4 separate regions of the Mus musculus genome follow, and all the other regions are linked to region 2. Evidence: chromatin contacts called from public HiChIP or PLAC-seq and promoter capture Hi-C data. All regions are on one chromosome and are shown on one strand. Each heading gives the region's core, a stretch centred on a gene start, on an enhancer-like site or on the middle of the called end of the contact. The rest is flanking DNA. Distances are from core to core; before and after follow the strand shown. Region 1 holds the start of Kif2c (kinesin family member 2C). Region 2 holds the start of Akr1a1 (aldo-keto reductase family 1, member A1 (aldehyde reductase)). Region 3 holds the start of Rad54l (RAD54 like (S. cerevisiae)). Region 4 holds the start of Nsun4 (NOL1/NOP2/Sun domain family, member 4).

The links. HiChIP or PLAC-seq counts read pairs in DNA pulled down with a chosen protein or histone mark. Capture Hi-C pulls out chosen DNA fragments and counts their contacts.
Region 1: a promoter capture Hi-C map of liver shows a contact between it and region 2. The contact joins the promoter of Kif2c here to the promoter of Akr1a1 in region 2. A contact is called at or near these places in 2 of 115 datasets of contacts at active chromatin or transcription factors (bone marrow-derived macrophages and memory CD8 T cells) and 2 of 9 other capture datasets (adipose tissue and liver).
Region 3: a contact with region 2 is called in an H3K4me3 HiChIP or PLAC-seq map of the 230-238 cell line, with 15 read pairs. The contact joins the promoter of Rad54l here to the promoter of Akr1a1 in region 2. A contact is called at or near these places in 11 of 39 promoter capture datasets (3T3-L1-derived adipocytes, the C10 cell line, the HPC-7 cell line and 8 more), 2 of 15 datasets of contacts at CTCF or cohesin (large pre-B cells and pro-B cells), 1 of 484 Hi-C or Micro-C datasets (B cells), 12 of 115 datasets of contacts at active chromatin or transcription factors (the 230-238 cell line, the SCID.adh cell line, bone marrow-derived macrophages and 6 more) and 1 of 9 other capture datasets (embryonic stem cells).
Region 4: a contact with region 2 is called in a promoter capture Hi-C map of liver. The contact joins the promoter of Nsun4 here to the promoter of Akr1a1 in region 2. A contact is called at or near these places in 2 of 39 promoter capture datasets (both in liver) and 2 of 9 other capture datasets (adipose tissue and liver).

The regions. Positions count from the first base shown.
Region 1 is chr4:117,180,610-117,184,623 of GRCm38.p6, forward strand. Kif2c (kinesin family member 2C) reads right to left here and starts at 2,015. Exons shown (of 20, transcript NM_134471.4): 1 at 1,822-2,015; 2 at 1-57. The coding sequence starts at 1,882.
Region 2 is chr4:116,649,552-116,653,598 of GRCm38.p6, forward strand. Akr1a1 (aldo-keto reductase family 1, member A1 (aldehyde reductase)) reads right to left here and starts at 2,123. Exons shown (of 9, transcript NM_021473.3): 1 at 1,788-2,123.
Region 3 is chr4:116,122,360-116,126,610 of GRCm38.p6, forward strand. Rad54l (RAD54 like (S. cerevisiae)) reads right to left here and starts at 1,330. Exons shown (of 18, transcript NM_009015.3): 1 at 703-1,330; 2 at 537-623. The coding sequence starts at 705. 2510003B16Rik (RIKEN cDNA 2510003B16 gene) reads left to right here and starts at 1,481. Exons shown (of 3, transcript NR_131048.1): 1 at 1,481-1,757.
Region 4 is chr4:116,051,546-116,055,580 of GRCm38.p6, forward strand. Nsun4 (NOL1/NOP2/Sun domain family, member 4) reads right to left here and starts at 2,266. Exons shown (of 6, transcript NM_028142.5): 1 at 2,139-2,266. The coding sequence starts at 2,231.

The DNA.
Region 1 (4,014 bases), core at 765-3,264, 530 kb after region 2:
CCGAAACACAGGATTTCTCCACGTTCACTGTGCTTATATTGGCGGGGTGAATTAAGCCTATGTATGAGAAGGTCAGAAGTTATCCATGTGTCTCCTAAGAACTTAAGTTTTTTTTAAGGTGTTCTTTTTTTTTTTTTGACTGCGCCACCACTGCCTGGCCAAACTTAAGTTTTTATTCTCCACTTTGCTTTTAGGATCCTAAAGACTTCAAATTTACATTTACCTCGGAAGGGAAATTTGTTTTGTTTTGTTTTTGTTTTTTTTTGTTTGTTTGTTTGTTTGTTTTTTCGAGACAGGGTTTCTCTGTGTAGCCCTGGCTGTCCTGGAGCTCACTTTGTAGACCAGGCTGGCCTCGAACTCAGAAATCCGCCTGCCTCTGCCTCCCGAGTGCTGAGATTAAAGGCGTGCGCCACCACGCCCGGCTTTGTTTTGTTTTTCAAGACAGGGTTTCTCTGTATAGCCCTGGCTGTCCTGAAACTTACTTTGTAGACCAGGCTGGCCTCGAACTCAGAAATCCGCCTGCCTCTGCCTCCCGAGTGCTGGGATTAAAGGCATGAGCCACCATGCCCGGCTCCGGAAGGGAAAATTTAATTCTCTTTTAAAAAATACAAACAGCCAGGCAGTGGTGGCCCTTGCCTTTAATCCCAATACATCAGGGATAGAGGCCTGAGGAGTTCTGTGAGTGAGGACAGCCTGGTCTACAACGTGAGTTCCAGGACAGACAGGGCTACACAGAGAAACCCTGTTGTCAAAGTGTAATTCCACTTCCAGAGGATTTCACAAAACACCAATGAACATAAAATAAAATAATAAATTTAAAAAGCAACAAACAAACAAAACACCAAAGAACTAGGCCTGTGATGGTGCATGCCTTTAATCCTAGCACTTGCAAAGTACAGTAGGTGGATCTCTGTGAGTTCGAGGTCAGCCTGATCTACAAAGCAAGTCCAGGTCCAAGGCCCTGTTACAGAGAAACTGTCTCAAAAAATAAAACAAAACACAAATGCTAGTTAGTAATTCTAGTGGGGTTCACCCTTAGACCATTCCACAGTGGAAGTGAACAGGGAATGGGCCTTAAACCCCAGCTCCATAGGATAAAATTGCATCACCGCTCCAACAGAATGAAGATTCATTTGAGCAAGTAAGTTACTACATTCCTTGGAGGAGCTATTCCTGAACACATCAGTAAAGAGCTGGACCGCTGGAGTTCCCTGGTCCATTTTTGGCAGTGGTTGGCTAGTCCATGAATGACCCGTTATTAGACCTGTAGAAATTGCTTAATAAAGACAGATGGTTGAGCCGGGCAGTGGTGGTGCAACGCCTTTAATCCCAGCCCTTGGGAGGCAGAGGCAGGGGATTTGTGAGTTCGAGGCCTGGTCTACAGGAGTTCCAGGACTACACAGAGAAACCCTTCCTTGAAAAACCAAAACAAACGCCAAAAAAAAAAAAAAAAAAAAAAAAAAGCCGGGCGTGGTAGTGCATGACCTTTAATCCCAGCACTCAGGAGGCCGAGGAAGCCGCGGGTCCAACAAAGCAAAACAGGTTCAGAGGAAATGCATCCAATCGCTATAACCTAGCTAGGCGCACCAATAACCGCAGACGTGCTCCGCCCACACTCAGAAAGCAGGCAAGGGACCCACAACCAAAGTAGCGTTTTCCTCCTGTGTAGGGGACACCGACTGCCAGTGTAGTGACATGGACCCCCTCAGTGTGGAATAAGGGAAAGTATCCCAAAGCTTTGCCACACGGAGATTCAGATAACCATCTTGGCAGTCTCACCGCTCTTGGGTCGTCCCCTTGGCCTCAAGACCCTGCCCTCACCATTGCTGCGTTGAATGTTGATGGAGAGACCAGGAAACAGGCGTGCGTGAAGCGACTCCATGGACTCAGGAACAACAACAGGCAACACAAATGAAAGAAGCTTGGAAACCACGACTCTGCTAATACTGCGCTGTGTTAACAACGCCTAAACCGCTGCAGTTTAAATCCCGCGCGCCAGCCTCCCTACAACGTCACCAGTGCGACGCACCGCAGAGCAATGTGGGATATGTAGTCTTGGTCTCCGACTTCCGGCGCGTGGCCGGGCTCCCGAGCTCTGAGACTGATGGGAAGGGTTTTTGGTTGGTTGGTTGGTTGTTTGGTTTTTTCGTTTGTTTGTTTTGTTTTGTTTTTCTAGCTCTTGCTGTCCTGGAACTCACTCTGTAAACCAGGCTGGCCTCGAACTCAGAAATCCGCTTGCCTCTGCCTCCCGAGTGCTGGGATTAAAGGCGTGCGCCACCACGCCCAGCTGATGGGAAGGTTTTATGGCTTCTGGCCTTACCCTCCCGCTACCAGGTCGAACTTCTGCCTTTATGTAAGACTAGGAAACTTATGTATAATGTTTCAGTGAGGGCCTTGTGATTCTACAGACAGGGGTTCAAATCCTGGTTTCTTGATGATTGCTTTCTCTTTGAAATGTATACAATATTTCGAAGACACCAATTAAAAATAGTCACATGCTAGTGCTAGACATAGTGCTAGATTGGGATAGTGGAATAAACAAGACGAATGGTTCCTGTCCGTGAAACTTTTTTTTTTTTTTTTTTCCTATTAGGAACACGGGGGAAGTCATACGGTGGTGACTCGAGCCTTTAATCCTACCACTAGAGAGAGGCAAATTTGACTTCGAAGTCAGTCTGGTCTACAGCCTGAGTTCCAGAATAGCCAAGATTACACAGGGAAACCCTTTCTAGAAAAACAAAACAAAACAGAACACAAGAGAAGCGGGGTATGGTAGATCATGCCTATAATCCTAGCTCCCTGTAGATGAAGAAAAGAGAATAATTTCAAAGCCAACCTTAGCTAAGCAGCATGTTTGAGGCCAGAGTGGGCTGTGTGAAACTGTCTCAAACAAACAAACAAACAAACAAAAAAAGATGCTGGCAATGAAAAGCAGCCTACAATGCCTAAATGCTGGAATTAGCATGAATCACCATACCTGATTTTTGTCATTATTTATAATGTCTTTTTGTTTCGTAGTACTAGGTATTAACTCCAGGACTTTGTGCATGTGCCACTACTGTCCGGCTTCTAGGGGAACGTTCTTACACTGAACCACATCATTACTGCCCCAGTATGCAGACCTATGCAGACCAAGAACCCCCACCGCCCCGCGGAGGATATGTATAGTGTAAATGGTGTCTAGCCCTTGGTCTATCCAACCTTGACAAGCCTGAAGACCTGAGTTTGATCTTCTGGACCTACATGGTAGGAGAATGAACTCCCCAAAGCCTCCACAAATGTGCCATGGCATGCACCACATACACACACACACATACTAAATAAACAAGTTAAATGTAGTTACATTAAAAACAAGAATAGTGCCAGGCTTGGTGGCACATGCCTTTAATCCCAGCACTCGGGAGGCAGAGGCAGGCAGATTTCTGAGTTCGAGGCCAGCCTGGTCTACAAAGTGAGTTCCAGGACAGCCAGGGCTATACAGAGAAACCCTGTCTCGAAAAACAAAACAAAACAAAAAACCCAAACCAAAACAAATACTCTTTGTTAGGGCTGGCGAGATAGGTCAGTGGTTAAGAGCGCTGACTACTCTTCCGAAGGTCCCGAGTTCAAATCTAATGAAATCTGATGCCCTCTTCTGGAGTGTCTGAAGACAACTACAGTGTACTTACATATAATAAATAAATAAATCTTAAAAAAAACAACAACCAAGAATAGCAACAGTGGAAGGAAGGACAGGGTATTGAGATGGCTCAGAGGGTAAAAGCCCTTGCTGCTGTGCTTGAGCCTGGAACACACAGGATGGAAAGAGAGAGCTAACCCCTGAAGGCTGTCATCCCTTTAACCTCATGCCGATGACGATGATGGTAAAGTTAAAATATAAAAGAAAACAACTTCTTGTCCATGAACATCTTAGACTGGCCTCTAACTCACAGTGTAGCAGAGTGACCTGTTTTCTTTGTTTTGTTTTTTGAGGCAGGGTCTTACTATGTAGCTCTGGCTGTGCTGAGTCTGTTA
Region 2 (4,047 bases), core at 873-3,372:
TTCTCTCCAGGTTAAAGTCCAGACTCTTTAAAACCTAGGTCCCACATTTCTCATTTCGCTGTCTCATCATTTCAGATTGAGAAGCAAGCTCCACCTGATTCCAGGTATCGGCACATTTTCTTTCCCCAAACTTCACACTTGCCTAGCTAATTGTTACTTACCATTGAGCTAGTACATGGAAATTCTGGTTCCTCCCTGAAACTTCTAATCACTTTCTCACATGACTGTGTGTGTGTGTGTGTGTGTGTGTACTGATATACACTGTATATCTCACTGCATCTCTTTGTTCATAAGGAGGTTTCCCCCAGCCGGGCGGTGGTGGTGCATGCCTTTAATCCCAGCACTTGGGAGGCAGAGGCAGGCAGATTTCTGAGTTCGAGGCCAGCCTGGTCTACAAAGTGAGTTTCAGGACAGCCAGGGCTACACAGAGAAACCCTGTCTCGAAAAAACAAAACAAAAACAACAAAACAAAAACAACAACAACAAAAGGGTTTCCCCCACAAGCCAGGGTCATTTATCTGAACCCTTTACCATGCGCACACAGAAGTTAATTGAGGGGAGACCTTGAATACTGGGGCTTTTCTTTTGGATTTGGTTTGGGTTTTTTCCCCAGATATGGTCTCATGTAGCCCAGGATGGTCTTGAACTGTCTGTAGCCAAGAATGGAATTGAACTCATGATCCCCCTGCGTCTCCCTTCCAAATTGGCTTTATAGGCAGGAGATACCATGCCATGCTAGCTGGACAGCTTAGCTTGCTGGAGAAGCACCTGAGGAAGTCACTGACTTCGGTATCTTCAATCCATCTTGGAAAACCAAAGAAAAGTCATGTATCTATGTGTGTCAAGGGGCTGGGGGACAATCCCAAGGCCTTACACACGCCAATTCTACCTCTGACCTACACCTGTTAGTATTTTACTAACTTTGAGCAAGTACTAAAAAAAAAAAAATCTGGGTTGGAGGTGTAGTTCAGTTGGTAAAGGGCTTGTCCGGGGCGGAGTTTGACTCTAGTTCCAGGGAATATGTCCCTTTCTTATGACCTCCATGGGCACCAGGCACCCACAAGGTACACATACTTACATAGCAGACAAAACATTAATTTTTAGCAAAAATTCTTCAAAGAGACTCTGTCTCCAAAACTACCTATAAATAATAACCAATTCTGCCGGGCAGGAAAGATTCATACTGGAATTAAACCTGTATCGCTGCTGAAGTGCAACCTGGGAAAAGTTAACAGGCCTGATCAGAAGCTGAGCAGGTCCTGCGGTCCTACGAAAAGTCTAAACAGTAGAGTCCATTAATGGTAGGCTCGGTAATGTGAAGATTCAAGTATTTTCACTTTAAAAGGCTCCGTAGCGACAGGAGATGTTCAAATTTTCTCAAACCTAAGGCAGAGGCTTGAGCAAGCTAATCTCTCCCCACTTCCGCCACTTCCTAGGAATATCCCTGTACCGCCATTAGGAAAGGCAGAGCGCCTAGAAATTTCGAGCAGATGACCAAACAAAGAGATGGCAAAAGCACGAGATATGCACCAGACACATTCAAAGGTTTATCCCAGTCCTCCCTACAGCACTAATGATTTCCTTGCTCATTCCAACTCTGAGGAAACCGAGGTCCAGAAACACGTTATCTGAGAACAGAATAGGAGGAAGTGCTCAAACGCGAAACTAAATCGCATCCCTCGACGTGCTGGCGCCATTCGCTCAATCCTGGCCCTGACCTGTGGTACTGAAGGACCCTCGCCTTTAACTCAGGAGAAAAAGACGAGTCAGCAGCAGGAAGAACTCACCTTGGCAGTGAGCACAGGCTGTGGAAAAGACAAAGTGGCCCGAATTCAGCTCTGCACTCCAGTACTGAGGCAACAGGGCCCGACTTAAGTCCGGCGGAGAAGCGGCAGCCCCACCCCAGGGAGGAGCGAGGGCCCGGCTCCCAGAACTACGCGCAGGACGGAGGAGACCCCCACTGTCCTGCGAAGTAGAAGAGGGAGTAGAAGCCAAAGCTGGGACTTTGCACATTCCTCCCCTGGGAACCTCTCACTCCACCACGAACGTCTGGAAGGGCCGGGGTCCCGAAACTGTGCATGCGCACAAGCTACGTGGACAGTCTTGGGTGGCTGGCCGCGCCCACAACCGGCCCACAGTGCACCGCGCAGGCACCTCTCTAGGCATAGATTCTTATACTTTCTGAAGAGATCCTCTATGATACCTAGGGGGTCCTTCTGGCCGCCTGTCTTTCTTTCTCTAAAGTGAATTTGTCGGAATCCCCGAGCGGGCCTGATACAAAGTTTGACCAAAAAATACAGAAAATCTTGCCTCTGCAAACCCCATTTTAGAAAGTTACTGATCTTTCACTCAGTACCTTGCACTTTAGCCCTGTGCAAAAGACTTCATAAATATGAGCTGGGGCCGTATAGCTAAATTAATACAGTGCTTGCTTAACATAAAGTTCTGGGTTCAAAATCCCAGCACGGCATAAAATTGAGTCGTTATCCCAGCACTTGGGAGGTGGAAGCAAGGAGAATCAGAAGATTCAGTTTTTCTTGCCTCCTATACATTGACTTTGAGGCCAGCCTGAGATTTATGATCCCCTATCTAAAAGGAAAACATTTGAAGATGGAGAGAAGGGGTGCCGCTTTTTCAGAGAACCCAAGTTCAGTACCAGCATTCATGTCAGGAGGTTCTCAACCACCTGTAACCCCAGCTCCAGGGGATTTAATACTCTCTTCTGACTTCCATGAGCACCCACATAAAGGTGGGGTGTGTGTGTTTCCCAGGGATAGCTTATAAAGGGAAAAAACACAATGGGCTCCTAAGTGGGTGAAGGAGGGCTATAGAGCGGTCGGCCCCTCTCCAAGTTTTTTTAGTAGTTTGAACTTAACAGTTCAAGCTGCCCTGTTATATCTTGCTTGGCTGAGTGAAGGCTGCATTTGGGAAATTTCCAATCATAATCATCGTCATCCTCAGAATATATGGTCAATTTGATCTCTGAGTCAAATTGTGTGTGTGTGTGTATGTGTGTGTGTGTGTTTACAATCAAAGTGCAATATGTTTTGTGTCAACAATATGGAGTGGCCAACAGAAATGAAACAAAAGAATTACAGCCAAGCTCGAGGTGACTTTAAGCTAGGGAACGGGCTTCAACATGGGGACCAGCCTTCATCAGTCTCACTACTCTGACTGTCCTGGAACTCACTATTGTAGACCAGGTTGGCCTCCAAATCATAGTAATCTGTCTGGCTCTGACTCCCAAATGCTAAAATTAAAGACGTGCACTCAGCTCTTTTTCTTTTCTTTTTAAAAAATTATTTTATTACCAGGTGGTGGTGATACATGCCATTAATCCTAGCAATCAGGAGAAGAGGCAAGCAGATCTCCAAATTCAAGGCCAGCCTGTTCTACAGAGTGCAACCCTGTCTCAAAAAAACAAAAACAAAAATTTATTTTTACTTGTATGTGTGTGTGCCCGAGTATATGTCTGTTTACCACATGCAGGCAGGAGCTTAAGGAGGTGAGAAATGACCTAGACCTGCAGGTCATTCTTCAGTGACAGGGTCCTGAGAGAGAGGACCGGGAGATCAGAAGATAAGCAGAAAGGTAAAGTTTCAGATGGGGAGGTCTTTCACAAACCATGTCTGTTAAGAAGCACAGCATCTTATATATTATTTCCAGGGGAGAAATTGAACACAGCAGCAAGTGTCATACAATGGAACTAAATCAGGGGAACGCTAATAAAACAATGTTGATTAAGGGGAACACAGGGTATCTCAAAAACATTACACGCTAAGCTCTCCGCAGCCTTTGGACTGATAACTAAAGTCCCATTTGGTGGGAAGATTTGGGTTCTCAGGATCTGAAGCAGTAGCTCCCCCAAGGCCCTGGCTTCCGGCCATCACTGGCCTTGCCAAGCATATTCCTGGTTATGAGAAGGAACTGTGCTACATACAGCGGGGGCAAAAGAATAGAAGCTGCAGCAGAGGTATTTCTATAAGAGCTGTCAGGTAGTGTTTCAATGCCAGGGAAGATCTGCTGTTTAGATCTTACTGGGTGGGA
Region 3 (4,251 bases), core at 80-2,579, 530 kb before region 2:
CAGAAGAGGGCATCAGATCTCATTACAGATGGTTGTGAGCCACCATGTGGTTGCTGGGATTTGAACTCAGGACCTTTGTAAGAGCAGTCAGTGCTCTTAACCACTGAGTCATCTCTCCAGCCCCAAGGATAACAATTTTATTAATCTTCTCCAATGCTTAGTATACTGTAAATTTTCATTAAAATTTACTTACGCGGGGCAGTAGTGGCAAACACCTTCACTTTCAACACTGGGTAGCAGAGGCAAGGGAACCTCTGTGTGAGTTCAAGGCCAGCCTGGTCTACAAACAGAGTTCCAGAACAGCCAGGGCTACACAGAGAAACACTGTTTCAAAAAAAAAACCTTAAGTGCCAGGTGTGCCTGGCACATGCCTACGACCACACACTGCATTTGGGAGACAGACCATAGTCTACAGACCTGGTGAGAAGCTCATCTCAAAAAAAAAAAAAAAAAAAAAAAAAGCTTCAAAAATGTATGAAAGGTACTTTCTCAAGATGACTATGAACCTCATTTTCCTTATTCCCCTAAACACTCACTACTGTCCCAGGCTGCCAGTCTTCATCATCTGATGATCTGTCTTCTGGTTTCCTCCTAGCCAACTGGCTGGGAGCTAAGCTCCTCCTCTGCAAGGGAGAACAGAAAGTGAGTTCCTGCAGTGATCCTGCAGCCAGGCCCCTTAAGTCAGCTTAAGGTCACACTTACCATCCTGGCCCCAGAAGCATCAAATGTCAAGTGCCCATCAGCGAAGTTAAAAGCACTCAGCAACAGAGAATGCAGGACCAGGGGATGCTATAAAAGGAAGTTGCTATATCATTGAAAATATTGTCTTAAGAGTCGGTATGAGGGGAGGGGATGCAATCAGAGGATGAGGCTTGGGTCCAAACCAGGAATGTCGGTCCCCAAGTTCCTCAAGGTCAAAATATCCAAAGCCAAGTCCAAGCGGAGCTGGGTCTAAATCTAGGATGGGAAAGAAGACAGATTGAAGTTGCAGATGAGCAAAGTGGAGTTGGAATAACGTCCCTAGCTGGGCTGCTTCCCTGAGAGTAACACCTACGAAAAAGTACAGTCTTAAGTACGAAGGCGAGACGCCTGAATTCTTAGGAGAGGGATAGAATTTACCAGAGCTGGACCGACATCAAACCTCAGTGTGAGGAAGGCAAGCAGAGACCTAGGAACGCCTTGTGGGAAGTTAAACAGGAACCCAGGAAGGACCAGTTAAAAATCCAGGTTGGGAGGAGGAGAATCTTAGAAGCTGAAGAGAGGCAAAGAGCGACTCCGGTATCTTTCCCCTTATTCTTCCTCTTCCCAAAGCGCGCGTTAAGAGCCTCCAGGCAGTGTCAATCGAACCTCCCGCCACTCTGCCACCACAGTCCCCTATTGGCTGCGTTCAGTGAACTTGACGCTCGACGATCCGGCCTAAAGGAAGGGGCGGGCCTAGGGCTGAGGCTAATAAGGGTCTTGGATTTCCGCCCAGAGGCTCAACAGACCACTAGGAGCTGTGGCTTATCCTGGTGGCAGCAACAGGCAGGTGCCAGAATTCTTACTTGCCAACGGTCCCTCTTCCTGGCTCCTGCCTTTGGCCGAAGCAGCTGAACCAAATAGATGTTTTGCACCGAAGTACTGTGCGGAGGAGTTGCTACTGGAATAGATTTCAAAAGGCAGCACATTTTTGGGAATTTGATTCAGGCTCTTTATTGTGCCAGACCTGGAGCAGAAATCTGAGCTGGAAGCAGGCAAGGCCAGTGGCCAGTCAAAAGGTGAGCGGAGGTGTTGGTGCTGCACTGCCAATTGGTCTGAGATGTCTTGAAATAAGCTAGCTGTCTTTTCCTGGGGCATAGTCACCCATTCTCTAAAAATCCGTTTTTCCTTTAAGTGATATTATTATAGTACCTCTCCTAAGGGATTATTCACAGGGTCTAATTAAAGTGAACAAAGTAGCTGCGCCTGGTAGCGCAGGCCTTTAATTATAGTACTCACTAGGCATAGGCAAGCAGATCTCTGTGAGACTAGCCTGGTCTTCATAATGAGTTCCAGGACAGCGACAGCTCTGTAGAAAGACCCTCCAAGAACGGGAAAAAAAAAAAGTGTTCAAAGTATTTAACATAGCCCCCATGTATTACCTAAGTGCTCACTAATCAAAATAGCATGCCCATTACACTTAATCACTATCTACTTAAAAGGATCTCCTTAGCTATTATAAATCATTTACTATCCTCAGATAAGGTTTATTGTCCCCATTTTGTCGTGTGTGTGTGTGTGTGTGTGTGTGTGTGTGTGTGTGTGTGTGGTGTCTTGGGGGCACTAGGAATATAGCATAGTGGTAGAACTTCGTGAGGCGGTCACTGCTGAGGTTTGTTGTTATTTGAGACAAGGTCTTGCTGTGTAACCCGGTTATCTTTAAACTTATGACCCTCTGTCATCCCCAGCCCGCCTAGCAGAAATGAGGATATACTAAAGAGATACTTATGTCCTTTCCTTGGCTTTTGGGAACAATGAACCGAAGAAATTTTAATTTCCATAGGAATATCTTGCTGGGAGACAAGAAGGCTGTGAGCAACTTAATGAAAAACAAAATCACATACACAAAAAGAACAGTTAACTTCTTTGCCATGACTATGAGGTCAGCCTGGGCTGTATAGTCAAAATCTGTCTCAAAATGGGGGGTATAAGGGATGTGTGGATGTGGATAAAAGCATGTGTCACCTAAGCCTGAGGACATGAGTTCAGTGCCCACAGCCCACACCAAGGTGAAAGGAGAGAACTGATCCACAAACTTGACCTCTGACCTCCATATGTACAGCATGGCACATGCGCACCCTCATACAAACATCATGTACATACACGCTCTAATAACAGAGAAATATTCTTTAAAGGAAAGAAACTCTACCTAGCCCTAGAAAATATATAAGTATTTCCTTTTTTTTTTTTAATCTCAATTTCTTCTTTTTTTTTTTTTTCTTTTTTTTTTTTTTTTCTGAGACAGGGTTTCTCTGTATAGCCCTGGCTGTCCTGGAACTCACTCTGTAAACCAGGCTGGCCTCGAACTCAAAAATCCACCTACCTCTGCCTCCCAAGTGCTGGGATTAAAGTCGTGCACCACCACACCTGGCAAGTATTTCCTTTTTGAAGGTTTGTTTTGCTTCTTTTGAGACTGGGTCTGATGTATCCAGTGCTAACCTCCTGTTTCTACTTCCTAGTGCTAAAATTATAGCCCTATGCCACCAGGCTCAACCTCCAACCTCCCTAATTTTTAACCCTATATCTGTGGGCCTACCTCCCCCCCCCCCCGCCCCTGCCCCTCAGCCATTGTACACCAGTGGCCATCAGGATGCAGAGGATCAGGGGAGCAGGGTCTTGGTGCTGAAAGGCAGGGGTGAACCAACCCAGGAGACTGTTTCACAGGACAGCTCATTCATTGAAGTATTGGGACTAGCTTATGTAGTCAGAGGGGAGGGGAGGAAAAAGGACCAGGGAGGACAGGATGTGTTGCAGTGGGGGCTGGGGCCTTTCAAGTATATCAGCTAAATTAGCAGATTGATAATCATATGATTTCTGAAAAACCAGTTCTCTAGCAGGGAAACAGAAGCCTAACTGGCTTTATCACAAGTGGCATATGTAGCTGAGCCTGATTTGGATAGGGAGTGGCCCCACTCCTGCTGTGCTTTCTGAGAGAAGGGCGTGAGGTAGATATGATCAACGCTCTACTGTCCCTTAATCTGGCTTGGAAACACACATATACTGTGACTTTTTCACCCCTAAAGATTAAAGAAGTTGATAGAGTCTGGTTTTTCCATTCTTTGGCCATTGTGCTGTTTGTTCAACTTGTTAAGTCTTTCACTTCAAGAAAAAGATAGGGGCTGGAGAGATGGCTCAGTGGTTAAGAGCACCTACCGCTCTTCTGAAGGTCCTGAGTTCAAATCCCAGCAACCACATGGCAGCTCACAACCATCCGTAATGAGATCTGATGCCCTCTTCTGGTGCATCTGAAGACAGCTACAGTGTACTTAGATATAATAATAAATAAATCTTTAAAAAAAGAAAAAGATGACCCTTTGGAGTGGGGTCTCTCTCAGGAGAGGGCCCCACAACAGCAACATCTTTTTCACAGGGACTTTGGGAGGTTTGGGTTTGTTGGTTTGGTTTTGTTGCTCTGGTTTAGGTTGGGTTTTGTTTTTGTTCTTTGTTGAGTCATATGCAGACATCTCACTATGTAGCCTCGTCTGGTCTAGAACTCATTTGAGATCCTCCTGC
Region 4 (4,035 bases), core at 1,016-3,515, 600 kb before region 2:
CAGAATAAGTGCCACAAGGGAGAACCGCAGGCTGAGGGAGAGGTATAGACTGATTTAGGGGACTAGAGAGTGGGGATAAATGGGAGGTGGGAGGAACCACAGAATACATATGAGTATTGCAGGGGGAAACTGGAGGTGGTACGTGGGGACTACTCTTAGGATATCTACTGGGCAAAGCAGGATTACAAGGCGAGCTATGAGGACAGGAAGTAGGAGCAACAGTTTTGAGGACAGCGGTCTCTGGGGGAGGTTCTTTTGGGCAGGAATTTGAAGTAGTTGTGATGGCTGGCTCCATACATGGACTAAAGAGGCCAAAGGACTGGGAGGGAGGCTGAGGACAGGTGTTGGTCTTATGGGATTTAGAATGGCTAGGAGGAGTGTGGTGGGGTGTATTGTCTAGGGACCGACACTTGTAGGGATTGCGTCGTGATTCAGGGGATTTGGGGGACTTCATTTGAGGGGGAGCTGAGGTAGGAGGGCGGGGTTCATTATAACCTCTGGGTGACTGAGGTGGAGCTACACACTGGTTGTTCAGGGGAGATGGGAAATACGGGGAAGGATTAGGACACTGAGGAAGAGGTGGTCCTGTGGTGCAGGAAGGACCAGAAATTATAGTACCTGGGGTTAGTAAGAGGTAAGAGTTCCCCCCAGGCTCCCACAGAAAGGACCCTACACAGGGCTTCTGGAGAGCCTGAGGCAGGGATGAGCTAGGAGAACCAGCACTCTCAGGTGGTAGGTTGATAACACAGAAAGGACTCCTAGGGGCAGATATCTGGGAATCTGGGCATAAATGGGAATAATGAATACAGCCCTCTTGAGGTGAGATGGGAGAGCCAGACATGCCTGCCTGAGAAGAAAGTGGAGGGCCACAGCCATTTTTCCCAAGAGGTACATCAAGCTGTGGTTTAGGTTCACAAGAGTTTGGAGGCATAGGGTTGTCGTGGTAAGGGTTGCCAGAGGGTGGGGAAGATGCTGAAGAAAGGGGAGGATCATTGTAACTTCTTCTAGAGGGACAGTGGGGCCCTCGGTGAGAAATGGATGCAGGGGTTAGAGGTCTAGTTTCCACAGATCGGTGAGCAAGGGGAGGTGAAATTGCAAGGCCAGGTCTCAGGGGCCGATGGGTAAGAAGAGGTGAAATGATGGAGTAATTTCCCTGGGACCCTGGCATAAGGGGAGTCGAAATCACCGGGCCTGTCTCCAAGGTTATATGAGTAAGTTCAGGGGAAGTTACTGGGCTGGCTCTAGGGGCCTGATGAATGAGAGGTGGGGAAGTCACATAACAAAGACGCGGACTTGGAGGGCATGAACGCTGAGATTCTGGGGAATCAATATAGTTGCAACATAGGTTCCGCTGATGAGGAGAGGGTGACCCCTGAAGGCTGAATCGGTCAAAACAAGGAGAGGATGAACCAGCTGGCTCTTGTCTGTACAGCCTTCCTAGGAGTGGAGAAAAGGGTTCAAAGGGGCACCTCTCCGGTGGGGGTGGGGAGGAGAGGACTGGGGGCGGAGGGGGCGGGGTGGGGATCCGTCGAGGTAAGCACGGAGAAGAAATGGTGAGGCAAGAGAAAGGTTCTCTAGAGTAAGGGGGGTTGGTGAATCTGTTGCCTGCATTTGGAGAAAGGCCAGCATTACAGGAAAGGTGGTCGTTGAAGTCTTTCCCGGGCGCCACAGGCACCTCGAGAGTGAGAACAGGGGTGAATCCTTTCCTGCAGGACGACGGAGACTCAGGAGGGAAGGAGTAGTTGTTAGGGCAGTCTGCTTGAGGTGAAGTTGAAGGGGCTGAAATTTTAAGGAGGAAAGGAGGGGAAGAGTTCATGGGACTGGAGGGGAAGGGTAAGAGGGAGGAAAGAAAAGGAAAAAGAAGGGTGGGAAGGGCAAGATAAAAGTAAGCAAGAAAAAGTAACATGAGGCGATGTAACGTCACCGAATGAAAGCTCAGGCCGTGACTTAACAGAGAGGGGCGGAGTCAGGGGGCTGCTTACGCAACAGGAAGAGGCTTGTGGTTAATAAAAGGACAGGCAGGCGTGAGACAAGAGCTCCAAGAAGGTTACGGTCCCTGGAGTTCATGTCCCGAATGCAACTGTGAGTGACGGGAAACGCAAGGGCTGGATAAGTCTCCCTCTAATGTCAGACCTTACCCATTTCTTCTTATATCGATATCTCCGCGGGACCGGCGTGAAGTCCACGAGCTTCAGCAGCTTCCGAACACATCTTAAGACGGGCGCAGCCATGTCAACTAACAACGCCAATAATTCCGACTGAAACTGCAGCTGCGCTCTCGCGGGTTCCGGGAAGGATTGAGGGCTGCTTAGAATATCAGCGGCAGACAGGGCGGGGCTAGGCTTGCGGCGCCCCCAGGGCTCCGCCTACCTCCACACCCCACCCACCAGAATCCTCGGGGCGCACACGAAGCGGTGGCTGTGCTAGAGCATCTAAAGGAGCTCCTAGGAAGTTGCAGGGAAGGCCTTCTGGGCTCAACCTGCATGGAGAAAGCTGCCGAGGTAGAACGAAATTAGAGCAGACTATAGACAGAAGCGGAATTGCTAGGAAGCCATAGAAGCCAGTTTCAAGATCTTCCTTTTAGACGGTTCTTTTCAAGACTCGGTACCTAATTTTGTGTTCTTTCTGAGACTATCAAATTGACTACGCCGCTTAGGATCCAAGAAGAAAGGGGGTGATCACTATTTTTAGAAATGATCGTTTGGCTGAGCAGAGTGGCATATGTCTTTATTCCAGCACTTGGAAGGCAGAAGCAGACGGATCTCTGTGAGTTCCAGGCCAAGCTTGGTTTTCATAGCTACAGGTCAGACAGCTTTTCTGTAACCTTACATTTATTCTTATAATGTATTGCCACCCACCATATAGTATAATCAGCTAAGTCGTAATTTTTTAAAAATGTTAAGTATGTCAAACTGATCTCTGGAAGTTGTGGGGCAGCCAACGTCTTTGAATTAGTGAGCTCCAGATTCCATGAGACCATCTGAAGACGTGTGGTGTTGACCTGCAGCTGCCATTCATAGACCATATGCACATATGCATGAACATATACAAACATATAACACACTCTTTTCTTTTCCTTTTGATTTTTGAGACAAGATCTCACTACATAGTCGTGGCTGGCCTATAACTCTCTATGTACACCAGGCTAGCCTGGAAATTATACCTGCTTGCTTCCGTCTCCCAAGGGCTGGGATTAAAAGGGTGTGCCCAAACTGTAACTCATACAAATATAGAATGAGCACCTGCCAAAAATTGTACTCATCATCCAAGTCACATACGTATCTGTCATTATCTTTTTTTTTTTTTTTTTTTTTTTTTTTTGGTTTTTCGAGACAGGATTTCTCTGTATAGCCTTGGCTGTCCTGGAACTCACTTTATAGACCAGGCTAGCCTCGAACTCAGAAATCTGCCTGCCTCTGCCTCCCAAGCGCTGGGATTAAAGGCATGCGCCACCACCGACTGGCTATCTGTCATTATCTTAAACAATAAAAGTAAAATAAGACTTAAACAAGTGAGAATTTGAGTTTCAAAATTTTAGTGAGCCAAATGAGGCCACGATGGCACATGTCCTTTTGTTTCTTTTTTTTTTTAAGAATTTTTTTTTTAAGATTTATTTATTATTATATGTAAGTACACTGTAGCTGTCTTCAGACACTCCAGAAGAGGGAGTCAGATCTCATTACAGATAGTTGTGAGCCACCATGTGGTTGCTGGGATTTGAACTCAGGACCTTTGGAAGAGCAGTCAGTGCTCTTAACCGCTCAGCCATCTCACCAGCCCCTTTTGTTTTGTTTCTTGATTTATTTATTCACTTTACATCCCAATCACTACCCCTTTACCAACTCCCCTCCCACAATGCCTCCCCCATTCCCTCTTCTCCTCCTAGAGGGTGGAGGTCCCCCCCCAGCTATCTCCCCACCATGGCACATCAGGTCTGCTTGGCAAAACGTATCCTCTCCCATTGAGGCCAGACAAGGCAGCCCAGCTGGAAGAACATATCCCACAGACAGGCAATAGCTTTTGGGATAGTCTCTG